Linked DNA regions of Mus musculus: all the other regions are linked to region 1. The links are chromatin contacts, called in public promoter capture Hi-C maps. All regions are on one chromosome and are shown on one strand. Each heading gives the region's core, a stretch centred on a gene start, on an enhancer-like site or on the middle of the called end of the contact. The rest is flanking DNA. Distances are from core to core; before and after follow the strand shown. Region 1 holds the start of Ttc14 (tetratricopeptide repeat domain 14). Region 2 holds the start of Prkci (protein kinase C, iota). Region 3 holds the start of Phc3 (polyhomeotic 3). Region 4 holds the start of Anxa5 (annexin A5). Region 5 holds the start of Skil (SKI-like). Region 6 holds the start of Ccna2 (cyclin A2). Region 7 holds the start of Cldn11 (claudin 11).

Region 1 (2,914 bases), core at 259-2,758:
ACCTAATTTAGAAAAAAAAAAGATCTGAGGCCACACCTTAGGTAGCCACATTAACCTTCAGTGTTATAGCTTTATGCCTTTATTCTTATCTGTCTTCCACAAACAAACAGAGTCACTCCGAGCCAGGGCGTATTTTCATCTTTAGAGTCTAGTGTTTGTTACAGGATATACATATGTGTTTACTATTTTTTGTTTGTTTTTTGGTTTTTGTTTGTTTGTTTGGTTGGTTGGTTGGTTTTTCGAGACAGGGTTTCTCCGTGTAGCCCTGGCTATCCTGGAACTCACTCTGTAGACCAGGCTGGCCTGGAACTCAGAAATCCACCTGCCTCTGCCTCCCAAGTGCTGGGATTAAAGGCGTGCACCACCACGCCCGGCTTATGTGTTTACTTTTAAGATGAAATTTGAAATCACAGTAAAAGTAGGGTTAGAAACCAAGCAGTGAAAATCTGTTTGGAATATTCTGCTTTCTTCATTTCCTTCACCATTTTCGTACCCTGTACCACCCCCTCCCAACAGTTCATTAAACTATTCATATTTCTTTAAAGTTTCTTGGAGAGTTTTTAAGTTAAAAAAAATGTAGGTGGGGTTGTAGCTCAGTGGTAGAGAGAATCCTTGGCTAGCATGCTGAAAACCCAAGCACTAACCAACTCCCTCACTTTCCATTGTACCCCCTCTGGTCTGGTCAACTATCCAGTGTCCTGTCCCTTTCAAAAATCACGTATTTGTCACGAAAGAAAATGAATTCGAAACCCCTGTAACTGGAAAACAAACAAACAAACAAAACAAACAAAAAAACAAACAAAAAACAAACAAACAAACAAAAGCCCTGATGGTATGGGTGTGGTGCCCAGGTGTAGAACAAAGTTGTGTGGGGTTATGGGTTACACTCGGTGTAGAGCTAGCACTGAAGTGTAGCCAGCAAACGCTGGCCAGTTTTAAGTAAGCCACCTAAAGCACTCGGTACCAGTGTGTACCAGGCAGCCCACAGATATCACCCTAGTAGTAGGCAGCTTATCCTAAAACTCCTACAAAGCCACGCCAGAACAGAGCATGCGCGCTGCGCTTTAAAGCTCTCCGGGCTGGTGACAGCCACATCCCTCTAAAAGGCAGCGAGAAACAAGGTGGACACGCCTCCAGCCGCCGCCAAGTCAACTGTAGGTCCTTGTCTGTCTGCCCCACGTCGGTCTAGCAGGCAGCTTTCCTGCGACCGCCACCTTGAGGCAATCCTGAGGGGACGCGGGCGCCGCCCCGGGCAGACAGGACTGAGGAAACTTCCTCCGCGGCCGCCCAGCCACCCTTGCACCGCTGAACTCGGCAGCACCCGGTGAAAAAGAGACCGGAGCTCTGGCCTTGGCGACCTAGGAACCACACAGCCCGACGTACGTGCTAAGCTCAGGCGTCCCCACACGTCACACCTCCAGCCTTACTCCGCCCTCGGCGCCAGACCCGCTTCGCGCTTCCTGCGGGTTCCCGTAGTCCCGCCAGGTCTCGCGAGACTGAGGCAGCTCGCCGCCGCGAGCGCTTCCGGGAGGTTAGCGCGTCCGGGCAGCTTCCCTCGGCTTGCGGGAGCGCGGGCTCGGACGCCGGAGCCTGGCGGGCTCGCCATGGACCGCGACTTGCTGCGGCAGTCGCTGGGCTGCCACGGCCCGGCCCTGCTGTCGCTGCTGCGGAGTGAACAGCAGGACAACCCGCACTTCCGGAGCCTGCTGGGCACGGCGGCCGAGCCAGCCCGCGGCGCGGCGCCTCCTCCGGGAGCCGGCAGGTATCGGGGCCGTGACCCGGGCCGGGGCGCGGGGCGGACAGGAGGGACCGAGCCCCGGGGTGTGTGACCAGGCACTGGCTCCGGGCTGAATGGCCGGGATGCGCCTTCCGAGCCGCCGCCAAAGCTTCCCTGCTCCCGTTTCCAGAGAGAACGGGCTTAAAACTTCTTCCGGAACTCAGTGGGTAAAGTCACTTTCCATCGAGCGGCCTGACCTGACCGATTCCCAGGCTTCGCAAGGGTAGGCGAGAACCAATCCCAGCCTTGTCCTATGATCCCCCAGTTGCACACGGTGGCACATGGACGCCACATCACAGCACTAAATAAATGCATACTGAAAAGCTAAAATAAATAAAACTTCCCCTGGAGACACTAAGCAGGGTTGGGTGATGAAAACTGCCGTACACGAGTTTGGATGTATGAGAGCGTGGATCAGTGAAAAAAAAAAAAAAAAATATATATATATATATATATATATATATATATATATATGTACATGTATATAGTCACCTTTCTTTTAAGGAAAGAGAAGAGAGTTGACAACATTGAAATACAAAAATTCATCTCTAAAAAAGCGGATCTGCTTTTTGCACTGTCTTGGAAATCAGACGCATCTCCACCCTCTGAAGTGCATGACGACAATGACAGTAAGTTTAGTCTGAGAAGCTTTTCAAGATTTACTGGTTAGTTTAAAGCATTTTATCAAAGGAGAAGGAAGTCAGAATGATCGTGGTGATTTGGTTTTATTTTATTCCAGATCTTTATGCGGTCATGCCACCCTTAGAGCAGTTCATGGAGATGCCAAGCATGGACCGGAGAGAGCTCTTCTTCCGAGATATTGAACGTGGTGATATAGTGATTGGAAGAATTAGCTCTATTCGGGAGTTTGGTTTTTTCATGGTGTTGATCTGTTTAGGAAGTGGCATCGTGAGAGATATTTCGCACTTAGAAATCACAGTAAGTCACTCTACACTCATCCCATGCAAAAATTATGTGCTTATCCAAGTCTGTTTACATTTACCTGGTAGGATATTGGGGGGGGAGGGTTAAAGATAAGCTGAAAAAAAAAAAAAAAAACAGTAGTTGTTCTTACCAAAAGCCTTAGAGAGCTGGACATTGACAGTACATGCCTTTAACCCTAGTTCTCAGGAGGCA
Region 2 (2,979 bases), core at 325-2,824, 2.8 Mb before region 1:
AGTTATTTTTCTAGAGCTTTATATAATTGTAAACTTGTCACAAAGCATTAAAAAGTTTCAATAATGCAATTAAAAATTGGTGATCTCTGCCTGGAGAGATGGTTCAGTAGTTAAAGGCACTGGCTGTTCCTCCTGGGAACCTGGGTTTGATTCCCAGCACAACTATCTGAAACTCCAGTTCCAGTGTATCTGGCACCCCTTTCTGACCTCTGCAGGAACCAGGCGGTGTGTGGTGCTCATACATAAAATAATAATTAAAAAAAATGACCATCAGCAATCAATCCATATTTAACGTGATGATGCAGCCTCTAATTGTTAAAAAAAAAAAAGTTATTTAGTGGAAATTTTCATATACTCCAAATTTGTGGACGTTGGATGAAGCTAGTACCAAGCTAAGTGTCACACATAGTAGCTCTGATAAAGCAAGCAACCAAATCTAATGTATGATTATAAAGAAAGCTGCTGGGTAGTGGTGACACATGCCCTTAATAGGACCCAGGAGGCACTAGCAGGCGAATCTCTGAGTTTGAGTCTAGCCTGACAGAATGAGTTCAAGGACAGCTACAGAGAGAAAACCTCTTACCAACCAAAAACAAACAAACAATAACAAAAAGAAAGCCATATCTTTGCTTATTTCAACAATTTGCACATGTTGCTATCTGAGCTGACCTGGTGGCTAGATTCAAGCTACCTTAAGGGTAGAGTAAGTGATACAGGCAAGATCTGAGGAAGTCCGAAAGTAAGTTACACGGACAGATTTTTTTTTCTAATTCTCGACCAGACTAGTGTAAGTAAAATAAATGCTAATGAACTGACACACTAGTTAAGTATTCACTGGGCACTTTCTTCTATAGAATGGCAATATTCACGGGTTGAGGGCCTTGAAGAAGTCTCTCTCCTGTGGTATCTCCCAATTGAGTTTCTTCTTTCGTTGCATTCACTAATGCTTTTGCTACCTACATTATTAAATTCTCCCCGAAAAGGATTTGCTGAGCAGGTAATCAAATCTTGTTCCCCCAAAAGGGAACTGTTTAATTTCAATGATCAATGAAATTGACATGGAGAATTTAATTGGAAGGAGATTCTACATCTTGACGAAGCCATCTTTCCAGTGCCCTCAGATACTCAAGCGGTTTTCAGGACTTCCATGCCTACAACTCCCGGGAAGCACAAGATCGAAAACGCGGCACTCTACACTTAAGGAACAAGTCCCAGAATCCCACCGGGACTCCAAATCCCAGAATCCCGCGCAGCAAATACATTCCGGAAGCGTGGCGGGCTAGCTGGGACGAGACTAAATAGAAGAAATAGGGGAAGCAACCTTGAGCGTGGGTGCTCTGTAGGTTGTTTTGTAGAAATCCTTCCATTTAAAGGCGTGGTTTACAATTACTTATATTAATATCCAAGTATATTCCCATTTCAGAGCGTCTGTTAGTAGGCTGGTGGGTTCTGTTCCCTCTGCTAGCCTCTTCTCCCCCCCGTGAGGATGAGAGCGCCGGGGCTCCGCGACTCCTGAGCCCGCCCTGCCGCGGAATGCGGCCTTGGGAGCGAGCGTGGTGGGAGGAGCCGCGGCGGGAGGCGTGTTGTGCCGGGCGGAGGGAGGAGCGCTGGGGCTCGGGCTTGGCGGCGAAGCGACCCCTTGCTCGCTCCGCGCCGCGGGCTAGGCGTGTTGGTCGGCGAGGCGGGCGGCCACGGCTTCCCGACAGGCTCGGGAGGCCGAGACCCTCGCGGCGCCCGGCGCTGCCCCGGCCCCCTCGGCCTCCTGCGGCGAGGCGGGGGAGTGAGGAGATGCCGACCCAGAGGGACAGCAGCACCATGTCCCACACGGTCGCGTGCGGCGGCGGCGGGGACCATTCCCACCAGGTCCGGGTGAAAGCCTACTACCGCGGGTGAGTGTTGGCGGTCAGGGACCCGAGCGATCGTGGGGGCGGCGAGAGGTGCGGTTGGTGGCACCCTGGACGTATGAGTGTAGGTCGCCAGGAGTCGGCGGAGGAGAGTGGGCGCAACCGGAGGGGAGGACAAATCAGCTGACGGAGAAATTTGCAACTGTTTCGGGACTGGGTGGATTGAAGATTTCGAGGGAAGCCTCTGTTCACTCACTACTGTGGGCACGCAAGCCTGGACTGCTTCGTTAGGTGGCTCCTTTCATTGCAGACAGGCCTGAAGCCTCCGTCTTATAAATCAGGTTTACATCTATCCTTCGCCGTGGGAGAGTTCATGAAATAAGTCTGGACTATGGTCAGAGAGCCGCTATAGGTGTTAGAGTTAGTACCAAAGTCGATACTTTTTAATAGGATGTGCACTGGATCCTGGGTGGTCAGAATTAAGGTGCAAATGTGCTGACCCACATTTTGGAAGTTAGGGTGAGCTATCGAAAGGTGAGAAGCCAAGGCTTTAAATTCTAGAAACGATCTTTACCCCACTTGATTACCAAACGTTTAAACTAATGTCTCTGCCAAAAGTAATCCAGTTCTGAGCATAGCCCAAATCATTTTCTATCGTGACTTATCATAAAGTTCTTCCTCTCCTTTGACTTCAGTGTGTGGTTTGAGATAATTTAGGATCTCTGCTGAGGTGAAAGGCCAGCGTGAGCATAAAGACTGGAGAGCAGGGATTAACAGAAGACCTCTCTGCTTGTCTAGGCAGAAATAAATTGCTTTTAAAAGCTTCAAGTGCTACAAGGTTAAAAGAGCTGTGCGTGCTTTCACATTCCTGAGGGGATCAGTGAAGATAGCAGACCTTCCCGGTTCTTTCTTGTTTTCCTTTCAAGAGAACTGAAGCTGCACATGTCTTAATGTGTACATGTAAGGCCTTAGATTTGTGTGTTATCTTCCAGCCTCTGACATTGACTGATTTGGGACTAATTCGTAGAATTTGCAGTAGACAATGTTCTTTTCACTTAAAACAGAGAAAATGAGGTTAAAATAGTCTCCGCAAACGCACTAATTTTTTTTTTTTTTGAAATTTTTAAAAAGTTGG
Region 3 (2,854 bases), core at 299-2,798, 2.8 Mb before region 1:
AAACTTTCTAATCTTTTCCCTCCAGTATTATGATCTTATGTCATTTATGTTGTAGTACAAATTTTTACCCACTGAGAAATCTATACTTTAATAAAGCCAAGCCTCTAAGGGCTTCCATGCTGTTACAAACTAAAACCACAGTAGCTGTCACCCCAGGCTCAGAAGGCCCCATGAGAATCCACTGGATTCCTCCTTCCTTGTCTGTCTTTTTCTCCTGAGAAATAAAAGTTGAACCGGCTGGCATTCCCACCGTCGACAAGCCTGTAACAAGAACATTTACTTCTCTTTCTTAAAAATCAAAACAAAATAGGGTGTCACTACGTAGCTCAGGCTGGCCTCAATGAGACTCAGGAGTCTCCAGCCACCATAGGCTGTATTAACAGCTCCAATATACAAGGGAGAAAGTAAGGTGAAAGGAAAAACAGATGGGGCTGCTAACTTCTTTTAGTGGGAGCTGAATCACATTTTTAGACGTTCTGCTGTTCATTTCCTTCCAATCAGCAAACCACAGTATCATATGGCACCTGCTCAATACTACACTCAATCAGCAGTAAGGTAAAATCTTGAAACTACTGCGTGTCAAAACACTTTGGCACCGGGACCAATGGCATCCAAGCCACCACCGTAAACCCTGGCCTTTCAAAGTCTTATTCTGCTCAGCTGTGCTCTCAAAGCCCAAAGGCGGGCGAAGAAGACAGTGAGTTCTGACGAACCAAAAATGGTCAGGGAACCTAGACAGTAATTCTAAACATTGGATGTGTGCAACTGGGCAAACCATCGCTTTACATTTCGAGGCCTGGTACAAAAGAACACTTTCGGGGAGCGCACGGGCTTGGCACGGAAATACTTGCCGCGTTCAGCTCTGGCACTCCAGAGGCCTACCCGGGAACCTGAAGTTTCAAGTCGCCAACTGAGCATAGCATCACAGCGCTACCCAAGAATGCGGCCCTCCAGGGAGGGAGGCTCGCCGCCGCAGCCCGAGCCCGGAGGGGGACTGCAAGGAAAGGCCGGGGAGGTGGGGAGCCTCGGCCGTGGGCCGCAGCCGCTGTCCGGACGCCTCCCTGCGCCTCCCCGCGCCCCCGCCGCACGGACGGACGGACGGACGGACAGACAGACGGCTACGGGCCCGCAGGAGCCAGCGCGGAGGCCCGGCGGCGCCTGCCCAGCCGGACACACCTCGGCGGGGACCGCGGCTGGAATGACAGCCCCGGCCGAGCGCCGCAGGGCTCGCGTCCCGGGAGAGCCCGGAGACTAGGGTCCCCCGGGTAGCTGTGCGCTTAGGACCACACAGCCCCGGGACCGCACGGCGCAGCACGCACTCCCGAGGGGAGGCTGGCTGGACCTGCCATCCTCCTCCCACAGTCGGGCTTCTCCACCACGCCGTGGCTCCCGCCTCGCCTCCGCCCTGCACCGCCAGCCTCGGAGCCCCAAGAGCTGCCTCGGGGGAACGTGTCGCAGCCCTCACTCGCCCCCCGGTTACGACATCAGTCACCAGCAAGTCACTCACTCCGCTTCCGCCATCTTCTCTCCTCCATCACTAACACGAAGTGCGCATGCGCCTCCTTTTCCCCCTGCAAGAGCCAAGAGCCGAGGGGCGGGATCTGGGGGGCGGGGGGCGCAGAGGTCACGTGAGGCCAGCGACTGCCAGGCTCCCTCCCACCTCAACTCTCTCTGTGAGGTGGCCTGTGTTTCCCTAAGTGGTCCTTCCCAGACACCCTCTATTTCTATGGCTCAGAATCTTTGTCTTAGCCCGGGGTCTGCGACGAATATAGAAAAAGTTCTGCTTAGCGCTGGAAATGTAGAAGTTGCTAGAATACTTTCAGAAACGTGCATCAAGTCTTAGGTTCAATACCCAGCCCCACATAAACCAGACATGGCTAGGCCCTTAGAAAGTGTTGTTTTGAATAAAAATTCAAAGTCATCCTAGACTATATAATGTAAAACAGAAACCCCATGATCCTGGTTCTATAAGAAAGCAGACTGAACAAGCAGCAGCCCTCCACAGCCTCTGCATCAGCCTCTGCATCAGCTCCTGTTTCCAGGTTCCTGCCCTACTTGAGTTCCTGTTCTGATTTCCTTTGGTGATGAACGGTGCTATAGAAGTGTAAGCCAAATAAACCCTTTCCCTCATGTCCTGCTTTGGGGATGGTGTCCCCATACCTTGCAAGGGTAAGCTTCTGTTTCCTGAACCTAAGATATCCTGAAAACCATGCTTTTTAACCTCTGCTGAATTTGTAACCCCATGATGTATACTCCTTTGCCTTGCTAAACTCCTGAACATCTCTGATGACTCCCCTTCCATATAGTGTCTTACCCTTGTATACCTCACAGCCGGCCTTGAGCCCTGAGTCCCCCCATTCTTCTGTCCTGGTGCTAACAGCCAACGCTCTCAACAGCTGTAATCTATCAACCCTAATCCTTGCCCCACAACAGAGACCTCAAAAGCCAGTGAGGGGCTGCTTTCTGAAACCTGAACTTGGATGAGGCAGCCTTTAGCCAGTCTAAGTATAGCTTGCTTAATCAGACAGTTGTGGAAATGTTTTTCCCCACCTCGGGTCTAACAGAAATTTTAAGGCTAGCCTGGGATATGTAAGACTGTGTTTAAAAAAAAGAAAGAAAGAAAGAAAGAAAGAAGAAAAATTAACTACAACTATAAAACATTAAAAATATGTATCCAAAATAGTCTGAAAAGTGGATTTTGTAGACATACATACACAGTGTGACTTTGCTTCATAGATCCAAGAAATAAGCAAATCTCTGTTGCTCTTGACTGAGAAAGAAGCATAGTGATCGTAAACAGTGTCTCCTATTTCCTGAGATGAAGTGCACTAATCTCAGTGTCTCAGGGTTCCAT
Region 4 (2,867 bases), core at 16-2,515, 2.7 Mb after region 1:
CGGAATATTTTAGGTATGATAACTTCTTCACATGACCAGCTTTGAAAAATTACTACATACGCTGGGCGGTGGTGGTGAAGGCTTTTAGTTCTAGCCCTCAGCAGAGGCAGTCTGTGAGTTCGAGGCCAGCCAAGGCAACACAGAGGAACCCTAGCTTGGAAAACAAAACAAAACAAAACAAAAATCAACTTTTCTTTGCTACAGTCTTGAAAAATACTAAGAGATCTCCTAAAACAATGACAACAACAAAAACCTATTCGGAAGTCAACTTCTGAAAGAATCCCAAGGCAAATTCAATTCAGAACTCGTTTTGCCAGTTCATTACTTTGGAAACCCAGCTTTTTGGTTCACTGCCTTTAGCAGAAAAAGAGAAAGAAAAGGCACAGTCGGTTCCTGTTAAATAAGTTGCGCCTTGCGCTGGAAAAAGCTCCCCTGAAGCACCATGGAGATTGCCCACGCACACCCAGTATTCAAACACAGGAAACTGCGGGAAAAATAAAAAAATAGGGGAAGCCAAAGGGCGTTCTCCTCACATGACCAAGAGAACTGTTCCTGCTCCGGATCTAATTTTGGCAACTCTGGATTTGGGGCGGCCTGATTCACATGCACCGGGGAGAAACACCGGCTGGTTCCGGACACTCCGGGGCGAGGGAGAAAACAGGAGAGCGCACACGGAGGGGGACACCCAAGAGGTCACAGAGAGGACACAGAGCGGGACACAGATGGGAAAGGCGAAAACCAAGAGACTGCGAAGGCAGCTGCCTTCAGAGAGGGTCCCGATCGCCCTGGTCGCGGTCACACGGCTTACCATGATGCTGTCGGTCAGGAGTGGACTGGAGCTGCAGGGAGAGGGGAAAAGAGAGACAGGGTCACTGGAGCTCTGGTCCCCTGACCCCAAAAGGGCCCTGAGCCCTTGGTGGAGGAGTCGCTCCCGGGACTACGGCCACTTACCAGGCAGTAGAGCGCAGGCTGCGGGTGAGAGCAGGACCGATGCACACGCCAAAGGACAAGGCAGTACTCTTCACAACTCCGTGCAACGGAAACGCCCTGGGCAGCCCAGCCTAGCCCGACCTGGCCCCGCCACGCCACGCCCCTGCCAAGATCACACACCCACCAGGGTCCCGCCCCCAGAGACGCTGCACTATAAGCCCCGCCTTGTCCCAGGCAGCTGCCACATCCCTGGATACGGTACTTTCCTCAGACAAGGCCACCCCCCTACCATGGCCACCTCCCTAATTAGGTCCCAGCCCGGGCCGCGCCCCCATCAGGACACGCCCTGCCACGTCCTAGCCTCTATGCTCCTGCGCCTGCGTGGGGCTTTTCGCTCACTCTTCGCTACGCTGGAGGCGCTGCAGGCCCAGGGGTCTGGGTGTGTCTAGAGAGTTAGGGACTGTCACAGCGGCACCTCACAGCGTCTTGCACCGCACTCTAAGCATGGGACAGTGAGGACCTTTTCCAGACTGCTTTCCAAGTGTTTCGTGCTAGTGTTTGCCTCTGGATGTCCGTGTAGCTGATGGGCAGCTCTTTTAAGAGCTGTACCTGGCAGTGTCAAAGCCTCAGAGCGGAAATGGTTTCACTTCCAAACTCAGCCTGTAACTTCAAAGACCCCAGGTGCAAGGTGACTAAGATGGAGCTTCCCCGCCCCCCCCCCGCCCGCCCCCAGGCCTAAAGACGCTGCAAAAGGATCGCGGATGTTCTAGAAGGATCAAAATCAGGTTTTTGAGCAAGAAGAAGCTAACCGAGGGTGGGGGTTGGGGGAGCCTTGCCACATGCTGAGTCTGGCCCTGATAGGTAGACTGATGGTTTTCTGGAAAAGCAGACAAAACTGCCGCTGAGGAGGGGAAGCCTGCCATTTTCCCTTGTGTACCCTTGTCCTATTGCTTTTCCTGTTCATGCGCCCCCTTCTCTGGGGACCTAGCCGCTCCCACAGCCTTAGACATTCCAGCACCTCTCCCAGGGAATTGTAATTTCTAGACTACTTTGGTTTTTGTTTTGTTTTGTTTTGTTTGCCTACACTAAGGGATCCTCTCACTTGACCCTTCAAGTACGGTTATGACTTCGATGCAACCATTTCCCTGCCTCCTCGCCCCCGCATTCCTTTAAGGCCCACCTATCTCTCAGTCGCTCACACTTATCTACTTTCTTTCTACTAGCATCTCCTTCAGTCTTTGACCTAAGTATTTTTTTTTCTTACATCTACTCAACTCCGTGTCCTCCTTCTCTGGAGTTAAGACCGCAGAAGCCTGTTTAACAGTGCTGTGGAAAACTGCCTTACGGCTGGCAGTGACTAGTGATCCGCCCTGCAGCCAAGGAGTAACATAAATTATTAGACCCAGACCTTTGATCTTCCCCAGCAAATGTTGCCTTTACATCCTATTACAATTAGCTTATTCACCTGGACCCCAGTCTGGAGGAGCAAGCTGACTTTCCGTGTTGAAAGGCAGAGCTCATGCATGAGAGGGCAGAGGAACACTATTTCCCAAGAAGGCTTTTCAGAAGCCTTTCCTACTAGAGGGAAGGAAGCCTGACTGAATGCTATTGAGTGTTCTGAGCACCTAGGAGACATTCATAAAATGGCCTACCTTAATATTCTAAATATAGCGTAGCACTGAGGAGAGGGCACACTGTGAAAGAAAGCACGAGATGCTGTAACTTGGTTTCTTACAAGCAATAGAATTTTATTTCTCAGCTGTTTGGAAGCTGGAAAATTCAAGATCAAGGCTCTGCACATTCAGGGTCTGGTGAGGGTCGGCTTCCTCAGAGAACCTCATCTCACTGAAGCATCACATGGCACAAGATGCTCACTGGCCTCTGAAGCCTCCTTTATCAGGGCATTACTCCCAATCACAAAGTGGAATGTCCATAAT
Region 5 (2,943 bases), core at 228-2,727, 2.7 Mb before region 1:
AAAAGTATTCCCAATTGGACAACTGCAAATGTAGACCCAAACATGAGTAACCCCGAAGCGGTAAAATAAACCCGGCGAGAAAAGGAAAAAAAAAAAAAAAAAGAAAAAAAAAAGGTGGGGTGGGGGTGGGGTGCGCCACCGTCGCCGAAGCTCGAGTTCCCTAAGTCTGCGCAGTGCTACTCGCTGCGCTATTTCAGTTCCTGATCCTGCGGTGGGGTGGAGAAAAGGGGATTTCTTGGTGTTTCGAAATATGACGGGCTAGCTTCACAGAGTTGAATATTCGAGCTATCCTGGATACGTTGGCTAGGAAGTCCCCTCACCCACCCCCGCCGGCGGTTCGAGGTGGCAGCCGAAAGTGGTTATCTTCCTCCACCTCTTACCGTCTCTGGAAAAATTAAAAAGAAAGAAAGAAAGAAAAAAACACACCCGAAAACACCAACCAAAGTGCTTAGTGAATCAGAATGGGTCACTTATGGAGGCTAAGAGCAGCTGGGGCAGCAAGATCTGTCCCCGCGGTGCGCAAACCGCGGACTCTGGGGCGATGGCGGCCGGGTCAGGCCACCCCAGAGCGGCCAGGCGGGGCTGCTCACCGGCAGCTGGCAGGGCGGCCGCGGCGGGAGGCCCCACGGGGGCGAGAGGCCCCGCGACGTCGGCACTGGGCGGGGGGAGGGTGGCAACACTGGGAGCGGGGAGCACGGGGGCAGGTGGTGGCGCTGCGGGGGGGGGGGCGGTGGCAGCGCGGGGGCGTCTGCGCGGCGGGCTCAGCCCGGGGGTCGCGGCGGGGAGCCACCCGCAGGCCACCTCCGGGGCGGGGCCGGGCGGCCAGCTGCGGCCGCGGGGGTTGAGGGGGGCTGCTGGCCGAGCCTGACCTCGGGCGCGGCCAGCTGCCGGGGTCGCGCACAGTGCAGCCCGCCGCGCCCTGCCCCCTCTCCCCCTTCTCACCCCCCCCGCCTCGCAGCGCGGCGGCCCGGCGGCCAGGGCGCCCCCAGGTCTGGCCCGTCGCCACACGGCGGCGGGCGTGGCGAGGGCGGCCCCAGACAGCCGGCTGAGCGACTCGAGGAAGGAAGGAGGGCGGCGGGGGTGGGGCCGAGGGAACATCCTGTCTGAGCCGGGCACCGCAGACAGCGCCGTGCGCCAGCCGCCCAGACGGCGCGCCGGGCCAGCAGCGCGGGGTACGCGCGAGGGGGGCGGGGGAGCGGGAGCACGCGCGTGCGCGGCCGAGGCGCCAGGCGCGCGCCCCGGTCGGGGCTGGGGACGCGCGCGCAGCCTGCAGTGTGCAGCCCGCCGGGAGCCACAATAGGCCAGACGGCGCGCGCGCCCGAGGGGCTGGCTGGCGCGGGGCCGCGCGGCGCCGCTGGCTTCGTTCCCTCCCCTCCCCCGCCCGCCGCCCTCGCTGTCCCCCGGGCGGCCGGAGACGGCGGCGGCGTCTGCGGGAAGCCGTGTCTCCGCAGTGACGTGGGCGGGCCGCGGGCCGGGTGACGTCAGAGGCTGTGTGTAGCGATGTGTGTGGGGTTCGGAGCGGCGCCGGCACAGCGAAGGCGGCTGGCGAGCGACGGCGACGGCGACGGCGGGCACAGGTGCGGCCGCAGGTCGCGAGGGGACGCGAGGGGCGTGCGGCCTCTGGGGGCGCTGAGGCGGCGGCGGCGGGGGTGATGGGGAGGGCACAGAGCCCGGGGGTCTGCCCGGGCGCGGAGGGCCTGAGTGGGGCGTCCGGGATGCGTGGGGGTCCCGGGCGGGGTCGCGGGCACAGGGCGCGCGGCGGGGGTCCCACGGGTGTACAGGCCTCGCGGATTCTGGGACGGGTCAGCTGGGAGGGGATGGCGGTGCACTTGACCCGAGCCGCCGGGACCCAGGAGACCTGGACCCTGGTCATCGCCGCCATCCCCCGGCCGTCTGCGCTCGGCGGGGATGCCCCGGGCTGGCCCCAGCTCTAAGCGTCCGGCGACGCGGGCTTCCGGGCTTGGCGCCTAACCTGCCCGCGCCCCTGTGGGTGCCACGGCTCAGGGTGGGTCAAGTGGGGGGAGGCGCAGCCCTGGGGCGCCTAGGTAACCCTAGAGAACTTCCCGCGGGCCGGGGGCGTGGGGTATTTCCACCGGCGGCCCCCGCAGTGGGGCGATGTGGGGAGGGCACTTAGGGTGATCCCAGTCACAGAGGTGGGGGTTGGGAGGACTCCTACTTCCTCTGCCCCCTCTCACCTCACCAGACGCCGGGAGTCCCCTGCTTCCCTGTCCTTTGGGTTGATGATGAGTGGGTGTCTCTGCGTGTGCGCAGGGCTGTGGGGGCGCCCCTGGTCTAGGTCATGCCTTCTGCCCTTTTCCTTGGCTCGCCTTGGCTGAGGTGTCCCTGTAGTGGCGAAAGTCACAGTACGGTGGCTAGGTGGCTTTCGTCCATAATTCTCTGGGTTTGTGTTAACATAAATTGCTGGGAGTTTAGAAGCAAAGCTTTTTATTTGTCGGCTTTTACTGGGTTTTCTCCAGGGAGGGAAGTGGATGAATACTCTTTTTCGCCACTCTGCCTCCATTTGCATTCTTTGTGAGGTCTGTCTGCCTTGTGCTTTTTGTCCCGGATTAGTCTTGCTCATGGATGGAGATTTCCAGGCGTGGAGTCTTACAGCTTTTGGCTTCCATTAGGCAAATTCGCTAACCTTTTAAAGGGAAAGTTTTTTTTTCTTCTTCATTCCAAAAAGATAGTATGTATGAATGTACTTGAAGTTTAGTTGCATATGGTAGGTATATTAACATGTATCTTGGGGGGTGGGGAGACCAGAAACTACAGGTTTTTTTTTTTTTTTTTTCTAACGAGAAAGGATTGTTTTTTAAAATTTAAATGGCATGCATAGTTGAGAAAGCCTCTGGTACTGAGGTTTGGTTATTCGTATTCTAAATTTGTGTACTCGTCCTTGTTTGGAGAGGCATTATTTAATGCTTCTGTTACCCACCGTCT
Region 6 (2,779 bases), core at 55-2,554, 2.8 Mb after region 1:
TTCGGGGTTGACATTCTCTTGGTCTTCCTGATGCAGCGAGAGCAGGGCTGAGCCCGCATCGCGACCCGAATGCCTCGAGGTGCCCGGCATCGCGGCTCCGGTCCGGTTCTGTCGGCGGCAGAGCGTGCACAGCGCCCGCCGCTCCGGAGCAGCGCGGGACCCTGGCGGCCGACCCGCGGAGCAGAGGCTGCAGGCGGGAGGAGCGTAGAGCCCAGGAGCCGCGAGCTGCGCGCCGCCCGCCGGCTGCTGGTCTTGTAGTTCAAGTAGCCCGCGACTATTGAAATAAACCAATGAGGGCGTCCGGAGTCCGTGACGTCACCAGAAGCGCCGGTCGCCGCGAGCGAAGGCCCGACGGGAATCTTACAGGGCGGGAGCCTGAGGACGCGCCTGCGCAGAGGAGGGCGGGGCGGGCGGCCGCTTTCGGCCGATCTCTGCTGCTCAGTGGATCTGTAGCCTCATAGGATCCTGCCGGAGCCGCTGGGCGGTCCAGACAAGCCCTCGGGGCCTCGAGGTGTCGGCCTTCGCCTCAGCTAAGGGGTGAAGCGCCTTCTCCTGGTCGCTGGGTGGCGCCTAGGCAGGAGCGTATGGATCTGAATGACAAACTGCCCCGTCCTGGGTACACTACTCCTTTCTCTTTCTCTGTGATGCTGCCATACAACATAGGGAAACGCTGGAACTTTTACTGTTTACTATTGTTTCACCTCTCCTGTATATCATTTGTTTGTTGTTTGATTTTGAGGCAGGGTCTCATAATGCTGTCCCAATTGTCCTGTGACTCACTGATATCCGTTATCAGAGCTCACTGATCTGGGATTAAAGGCGTGTCTCTATGCCCCGCATTCCAGTAAACTACCCCACCCCCACCCCCAATTAAAGATGGGTTAATTTAAAATGCCAACATGAGCTATTGTTGATAACAAGTGGTGTACTACAAGAAATTCAGCTGTCCATTAATTTTGCTAATCCTTGGTTGTGACATCAGACCATGAAGTTCCACTGACCCAAATAGATATTACATTTAGAAATGAAGTGCATTGTGGTACATACCTTTAATCCCAGAGTTTCAGATCTCTGAATTCAAGTTAGTCCAAGTCAGCTATGTAGTGAGATGATGTCTCAAAAGTAGAAAAAAAGTGTTCATAAGAAAACCGGGCAGCCAGGAGGCGATGGCCAAGCCTTTTCCGGGCATCTCAGGAGGCAGAGGCAGGTGGATCTCTTGAGTGCAAGGCCAGCCTGGACTGCAGAGTTAGTTCCAGGTCAGCTACACAAAGAAATCCTGTCTTGAGAAACCCTGTCTCGAAAAACAAAACAAAACAAAAACCACAAAAAAAAAAAAAAAAACCAACCCAAACACACACACACAGAGAAATATATACAAAACCTAAATAAATATATAAAGACACAAGTATATTACCTTAAATGTTCACATTTAATAGTTAAGAATCATACATAAAATATAATAAAATGTAATCATTGTTTTCATAACTACCCTTTGAAAACAAAAGACAGCTTATTTGCTCTTATTTAATAGTATTCTAAAACTTTCAATGCAATATTCCCCTGAAATGAATGACTAAAAGATCTTCTTTTCCCCTCAAGTACACAATAAAAAGGACTTTCATGGGTACTCGTAGGGGGATGCTTAGAGGCCGTCACTCTTCTGATTACATGTGGGACGTCCATCTGAGGTGCCTCGGGTCTGATCAGGCTCTGCTTGCTTCTTCGGCTGTCCTGTTGGCCTACCTTGTTTATCTTTCATGCTGCATCGAAGAAAGAAATCAGTGTGTTCTGGTCGTAGCTGTCGAGAATCTCCAGGAGCATGGGTACTTTGGTTTTTACATTAGTGCCTTTGAACTTAAATTTATCTATAAAAAGATCAGTAATCATACCTACGAAGAAAAATATTATTTCTTGTTATTGATTAGTTCTTTTAACAATGCATGTGGCATTCTCTCACCACCTGAGACTCCATTATTCAACACATACAAGCCTGGAAGAGGTTGGTGTTTTTAAAAACAGATGTGTATGTGGAGAAGGTTTGAAGCAACTTTCAAGACATAAATATTTGATAACCTTCTAACAATGGGTTGCAACTGCTGACCTAGACAAGCCACTGGTCGCGATTCTGAATCTGTGTCGGTGCACCCTGCATCCCAGCGACTGACTGCTGCTGCATCAGGAAGAACGTCTGAACTGAAGCACTTCACCCATGGGCTTACTGGGTGCAGAGGTCTGGGAAATTACTGCACCTTTGAGTTTTCAAGATGTAACACAGAGACAACTCAAGTTGTCTATTATTTATACAAGACCCTTGAAAAAAAGTATATTTTAGGAAGAGAAAAAGAATATACCATTGATACTTTTTATATTGGTCCAATGAGACTGAGTGCTGATATCTGCTAACAAAATGGCAATGCTTTTACAATAAACAGGTGAATACTTGCACTCAGTGGGATTTAAAAAAAAAATAGAAAAAGCTTCGTGTCAGTTTAAATCAGGTTTTATCATGAAGTCAATCAGATTAAGACAATTTGCTGGTAAATGATTTACAAAGGTAAACTTTGGTTTTCAAAGCTGCTTCCTAGATTTTGGAATCACAGATGAGAGACGGTAGATCTGCAACACCATCATGTAAGGATATTTTAAGAGACCCTGTGCTTGCCGAATAGTGAACACTCAGATATCAGTACTGTTCATCTGTGAGAAAGTCTTGGGTGCATAATAAATTCTGTAGGCAGGTTAGTGGATCAGTGTGGGCTGAGGACACCAGTCATGATGG
Region 7 (3,042 bases), core at 386-2,885, 2.7 Mb before region 1:
GCCAACCCACCAGTCACATAGACTGAGAGACAGCCCACTCCAAGACCAACCCACCAGCCACATAGATATCCCACTAGTCTCCTTGATCAAGGGCAGTCTTGGCTTGAAGAGTTGGTGGCATGTATGACCCCATCCATCATGGGGATAACTGCAGCAAGCTCAACAGGATGATGAGCAAAATGTCCATTTGCTGAAATCTGCCACCATTTTAAATAGAATAAGAGGAGAGGGGGAAGAGGCCCAGGTGACTAGATCAAGCCATACAGTAAGATAAGCAATCCTTTTCTTGACTTAAAATTGCACAAGTCCGAAGCTGTAGCTCAATGGTAGAGCATTGTCTGGCTTGCTCAAGTCCGTGGGTTCATCCCCAGTGCCTCCCTCCGCCCAAGGGCACAGAATGAGCCTTATCTGAATGCGTGTAGAGAAGGGGGCTGCCTGGTAGCCTTTGCTGATAGCTTCTGCTTCCCACTCAATCTGGGCTATCGGTTTTCTCGGTGGAGAACAGAAGCTAACTTATTTACAGTGATCTGGGCAGAATGCCTGGCTTTTAATGTATCACAAATGGAACACCAAGCCCTTTAGGAACATTCAGAAAGTGATAACCAGGATGGATTCTCAGGAAAGGTCAGGGACAGGAATGAGCGGGGCCCACGGAGTCTCCTTCCTAGCTGTGTGAACTTCAGGAGCTTGTCCTTTGGGGGGCTGTTTCTTCTGTGTAGAATTGACAGTTGTCCCCACTGCAAAGTGTGGACAATTCAGTAAGCTGTGGTATAAGAACACATGCACTTATCAAGTATTAATAACAGTGAGTAATCGTCACCATTATTGTGACCAGAGTTAATTCTGCTGGCACCATCTTTATTGTGTTATTTGTTTCTTGCGAAGTGTGTATGTGTGTGTTTATGTGTGGCGGTGTGTGTGGGGTGTGTGTCTGTGTACACACGTGTGCACTAGGAGGATGTCCCGTGTCCTGCTCTATCCCCATCTACCTTATTTCCTCGAGCCACAGAATGGCACTGAACCTGGCTCTAGAATGGCAGCTAGCAAACTCAGAGGTCCTTCCGTATCAGTCTAACAGCACCGGGTTACGGACTTAGTAAGCACCATGGCAGGCTTTGTACTGGGTGCTGGGCATTGGGATTGAGGCTCTCTCGTGTGCCAGCGCAGTAAGGGCCCTCACTTACTAAGCTATCTAAGCCCTCTCCCCGGTCTTTTCTTATGGCAACATCGGAGTGCTGAATGTGTCCCCTCTGTTCCTTAGGGGCATAGGAAAATGTACTAGGTGCCCTTGGAAGTGTCCACAGCAGAGAAGAGGGAGCGGTCGGAGAGTTGGTAGAAGTTTAGGAGGGAGACATAGAGAGAGAGAGAGAGAGACTACTTCTCTAGGAGTGAGACTACGCTTAACAAACCCAACAGGAGCTGGACGCGCCCCCTTCACTCTGCGGGTCCCTATCGGGATGGGATTAATTTAATTCCCAGCGCTGACCGTGTGTCACCAGCCGTGGGGCAGCCTGCTGCCCCTCCTCAGCCCCTGCTCCCTTCTACACCCGCACCGAAGCCTGGCTTGCGATTGGCCGGCTCGTCTCGGGGGCTGTCGCGGATTGGCGCTTGCCAGCCCGGGCCCCGGAGTTTAAAGAGGGGGCGGGGACGCGCTGCCCAGCAGCGCTGCAGTCCCCTCCAGGCGCACCTGTCCCCGCTGCACGCTGTCGCAGCAGTGCTTGCAGCCGCTCTCTCCCCATCTCGAGTAGCCCGGAGCCAGCGGCTCGCGAGGGCCAAGAGGGCAAGCCTAGGGAAGGCTCTGTCCAGGACGACACAGGGGGCACAATCCGTGTGAGTCGAGCTGCGTGGACGTCGCTGCGGCCACCATGGTAGCCACTTGCCTTCAGGTGGTGGGTTTCGTCACGAGCTTCGTGGGTTGGATTGGCATCATCGTCACAACGTCCACCAATGACTGGGTGGTGACCTGCAGCTACACCATCCCCACCTGCCGAAAAATGGACGAACTGGGCTCCAAGGGCCTGTGGGCTGACTGCGTCATGGCCACTGGTCTCTACCACTGCAAACCCCTGGTGGACATCCTCATCCTTCCAGGTAAGGACTCCAAGTTTGCAAGCAGCTTCCAGAGGCAGGTTGGGCTAGAATTGGGGATTTTAGACAGGGCTCTCAGAAGTTTGGAGACTCAGAGACCTCTGGATGATACATTTTTGACATCTCCAATCCAACCCTGTAGGAGAATTAGTCCTAAAGAGCCACCTGTCAGCCTCAGTTTCTTTATCTGAACATGAGATGATAAAGGTAACACTGGTCAATCAATGGCTTTGAGAATTTCATGAATCAAATCATATACACATGGTGGGAAATCATATACACTATTGTTAATTCCCCATGATTTCATCATCCCAGGTACCCAAGCTAATCGACCAAAGAGACACTCCAGTCCTCCCCCCACCCCCACTGTGCCATCTCCAGTGGGCTTCCGATTAGAGCTGTCTATAGGCCCGAGGAGAAGAGAACAAAGGGCAATTTCAAATAGGTGTAGGCTGAGCTGAGCTTCTTAGACTGCATGGCACTCCGGAGTCACCCGGATGAGGTTCCGTTCACATTCGAGGAGTCTCTGGACTGCCCGGATTAGTGAGTCTCAGTTGGTTCTCTCAGTTCAGGGCCTGCTTATCTGACTTGTCACCATCTTTACCTACCGTTTGCCCCTGGGATTCCTGCAGTGACTGTGCTTCCCACCCTCTCTCTGCCAGGGTGACACCCTTCTCCAGTTCTGCTCAGCAGGCTGCTAGCTATTGGGAAGAACAAGTACCCTGCGGGGAGGAAACTCCACCAGGGAGACACACTCAATGCCTAGGGTCACAGAGTGGGGTGGGGTGGGGTGGTCGTGGTGGTGGTGGTGGTGGGGTCGGGAATGTCGGGCAGCCTTGGAAACCCAGGGTGAGGGAGTTTGGGAGGGAGCATCTTTGGGTGTCATGGGAAAGTTTTTGGAAACAGTTTTGAAACCTGTAGCCAGTTGGATGACTTGGGTGGTTGTGAGCACCA

Evidence for each region. Promoter capture Hi-C pulls out the DNA fragments that hold promoters and counts their contacts. Capture Hi-C pulls out chosen DNA fragments and counts their contacts.
Region 2: a contact with region 1 is called in a promoter capture Hi-C map of pre-B cells, with 13 times the contacts expected there. The contact joins the promoter of Prkci here to the promoter of Ttc14 in region 1. A contact is called at or near these places in 2 of 39 promoter capture datasets (erythroid cells and pre-B cells), 1 of 115 datasets of contacts at active chromatin or transcription factors (astrocytes) and 1 of 9 other capture datasets (liver).
Region 3: a promoter capture Hi-C map of pre-B cells shows a contact between it and region 1, with 10 times the contacts expected there. The contact joins the promoter of Phc3 here to the promoter of Ttc14 in region 1. A contact is called at or near these places in 2 of 39 promoter capture datasets (liver and pre-B cells), 1 of 484 Hi-C or Micro-C datasets (CD4 T cells) and 1 of 9 other capture datasets (liver).
Region 4: a contact with region 1 is called in a promoter capture Hi-C map of pre-B cells, with 21 times the contacts expected there. The contact joins the promoter of Anxa5 here to the promoter of Ttc14 in region 1. A contact is called at or near these places in 2 of 39 promoter capture datasets (liver and pre-B cells), 3 of 484 Hi-C or Micro-C datasets (CD4 T cells and CD8 T cells), 3 of 115 datasets of contacts at active chromatin or transcription factors (astrocytes, bone marrow-derived dendritic cells and thymic regulatory T cells) and 2 of 9 other capture datasets (adipose tissue and liver).
Region 5: a promoter capture Hi-C map of pre-B cells shows a contact between it and region 1, with 10 times the contacts expected there. The contact joins the promoter of Skil here to the promoter of Ttc14 in region 1. A contact is called at or near these places in 3 of 39 promoter capture datasets (the 3T3-L1 cell line, liver and pre-B cells), 1 of 115 datasets of contacts at active chromatin or transcription factors (astrocytes) and 1 of 9 other capture datasets (liver).
Region 6: a promoter capture Hi-C map of liver shows a contact between it and region 1, with 4 times the contacts expected there. The contact joins the promoter of Ccna2 here to the promoter of Ttc14 in region 1. A contact is called at or near these places in 7 of 39 promoter capture datasets (the C10 cell line, embryonic stem cells, erythroid cells and 3 more), 2 of 484 Hi-C or Micro-C datasets (CD8 T cells and pre-B cells) and 2 of 9 other capture datasets (adipose tissue and liver).
Region 7: a contact with region 1 is called in a promoter capture Hi-C map of pre-B cells, with 10 times the contacts expected there. The contact joins the promoter of Cldn11 here to the promoter of Ttc14 in region 1. A contact is called at or near these places in 1 of 39 promoter capture datasets (pre-B cells) and 1 of 484 Hi-C or Micro-C datasets (B cells).

The regions. Positions count from the first base shown.
Region 1 is chr3:33,798,675-33,801,588 of GRCm38.p6, forward strand. It overlaps Ttc14 (tetratricopeptide repeat domain 14), which reads left to right and starts at 1,509. Exons shown (of 12, transcript NM_027619.4): 1 at 1,509-1,762; 2 at 2,282-2,406; 3 at 2,517-2,716. The coding sequence starts at 1,605.
Region 2 is chr3:30,994,197-30,997,175 of GRCm38.p6, forward strand. It overlaps Prkci (protein kinase C, iota), which reads left to right and starts at 1,575. Exons shown (of 18, transcript NM_008857.3): 1 at 1,575-1,889. The coding sequence starts at 1,789.
Region 3 is chr3:30,967,867-30,970,720 of GRCm38.p6, forward strand. It overlaps Phc3 (polyhomeotic 3), which reads right to left and starts at 1,549. Exons shown (of 15, transcript NM_001165954.1): 1 at 1,508-1,549. The coding sequence starts at 1,521.
Region 4 is chr3:36,474,622-36,477,488 of GRCm38.p6, forward strand. It overlaps Anxa5 (annexin A5), which reads right to left and starts at 1,266. Exons shown (of 13, transcript NM_009673.2): 1 at 952-1,266; 2 at 809-839. The coding sequence starts at 811. It overlaps 1810062G17Rik (RIKEN cDNA 1810062G17 gene), which reads left to right and starts at 1,316. Exons shown (of 3, transcript NM_028183.1): 1 at 1,316-1,618. The coding sequence starts at 1,514. It overlaps Mir7009 (microRNA 7009), which reads right to left and starts at 903; the gene lies at 840-903.
Region 5 is chr3:31,093,581-31,096,523 of GRCm38.p6, forward strand. Skil (SKI-like) reads left to right here and starts at 1,478. Exons shown (of 7, transcript NM_001039090.2): 1 at 1,478-1,577.
Region 6 is chr3:36,571,734-36,574,512 of GRCm38.p6, forward strand. Ccna2 (cyclin A2) reads right to left here and starts at 1,305. Exons shown (of 9, transcript NM_009828.3): 1 at 1,048-1,305; 2 at 1-570. The coding sequence starts at 90. It overlaps Bbs7 (Bardet-Biedl syndrome 7 (human)), which reads right to left. Exons shown (of 19, transcript NM_027810.3): 19 at 1,410-1,889. The coding sequence ends at 1,756.
Region 7 is chr3:31,148,285-31,151,326 of GRCm38.p6, forward strand. Cldn11 (claudin 11) reads left to right here and starts at 1,636. Exons shown (of 3, transcript NM_008770.3): 1 at 1,636-2,091. The coding sequence starts at 1,866.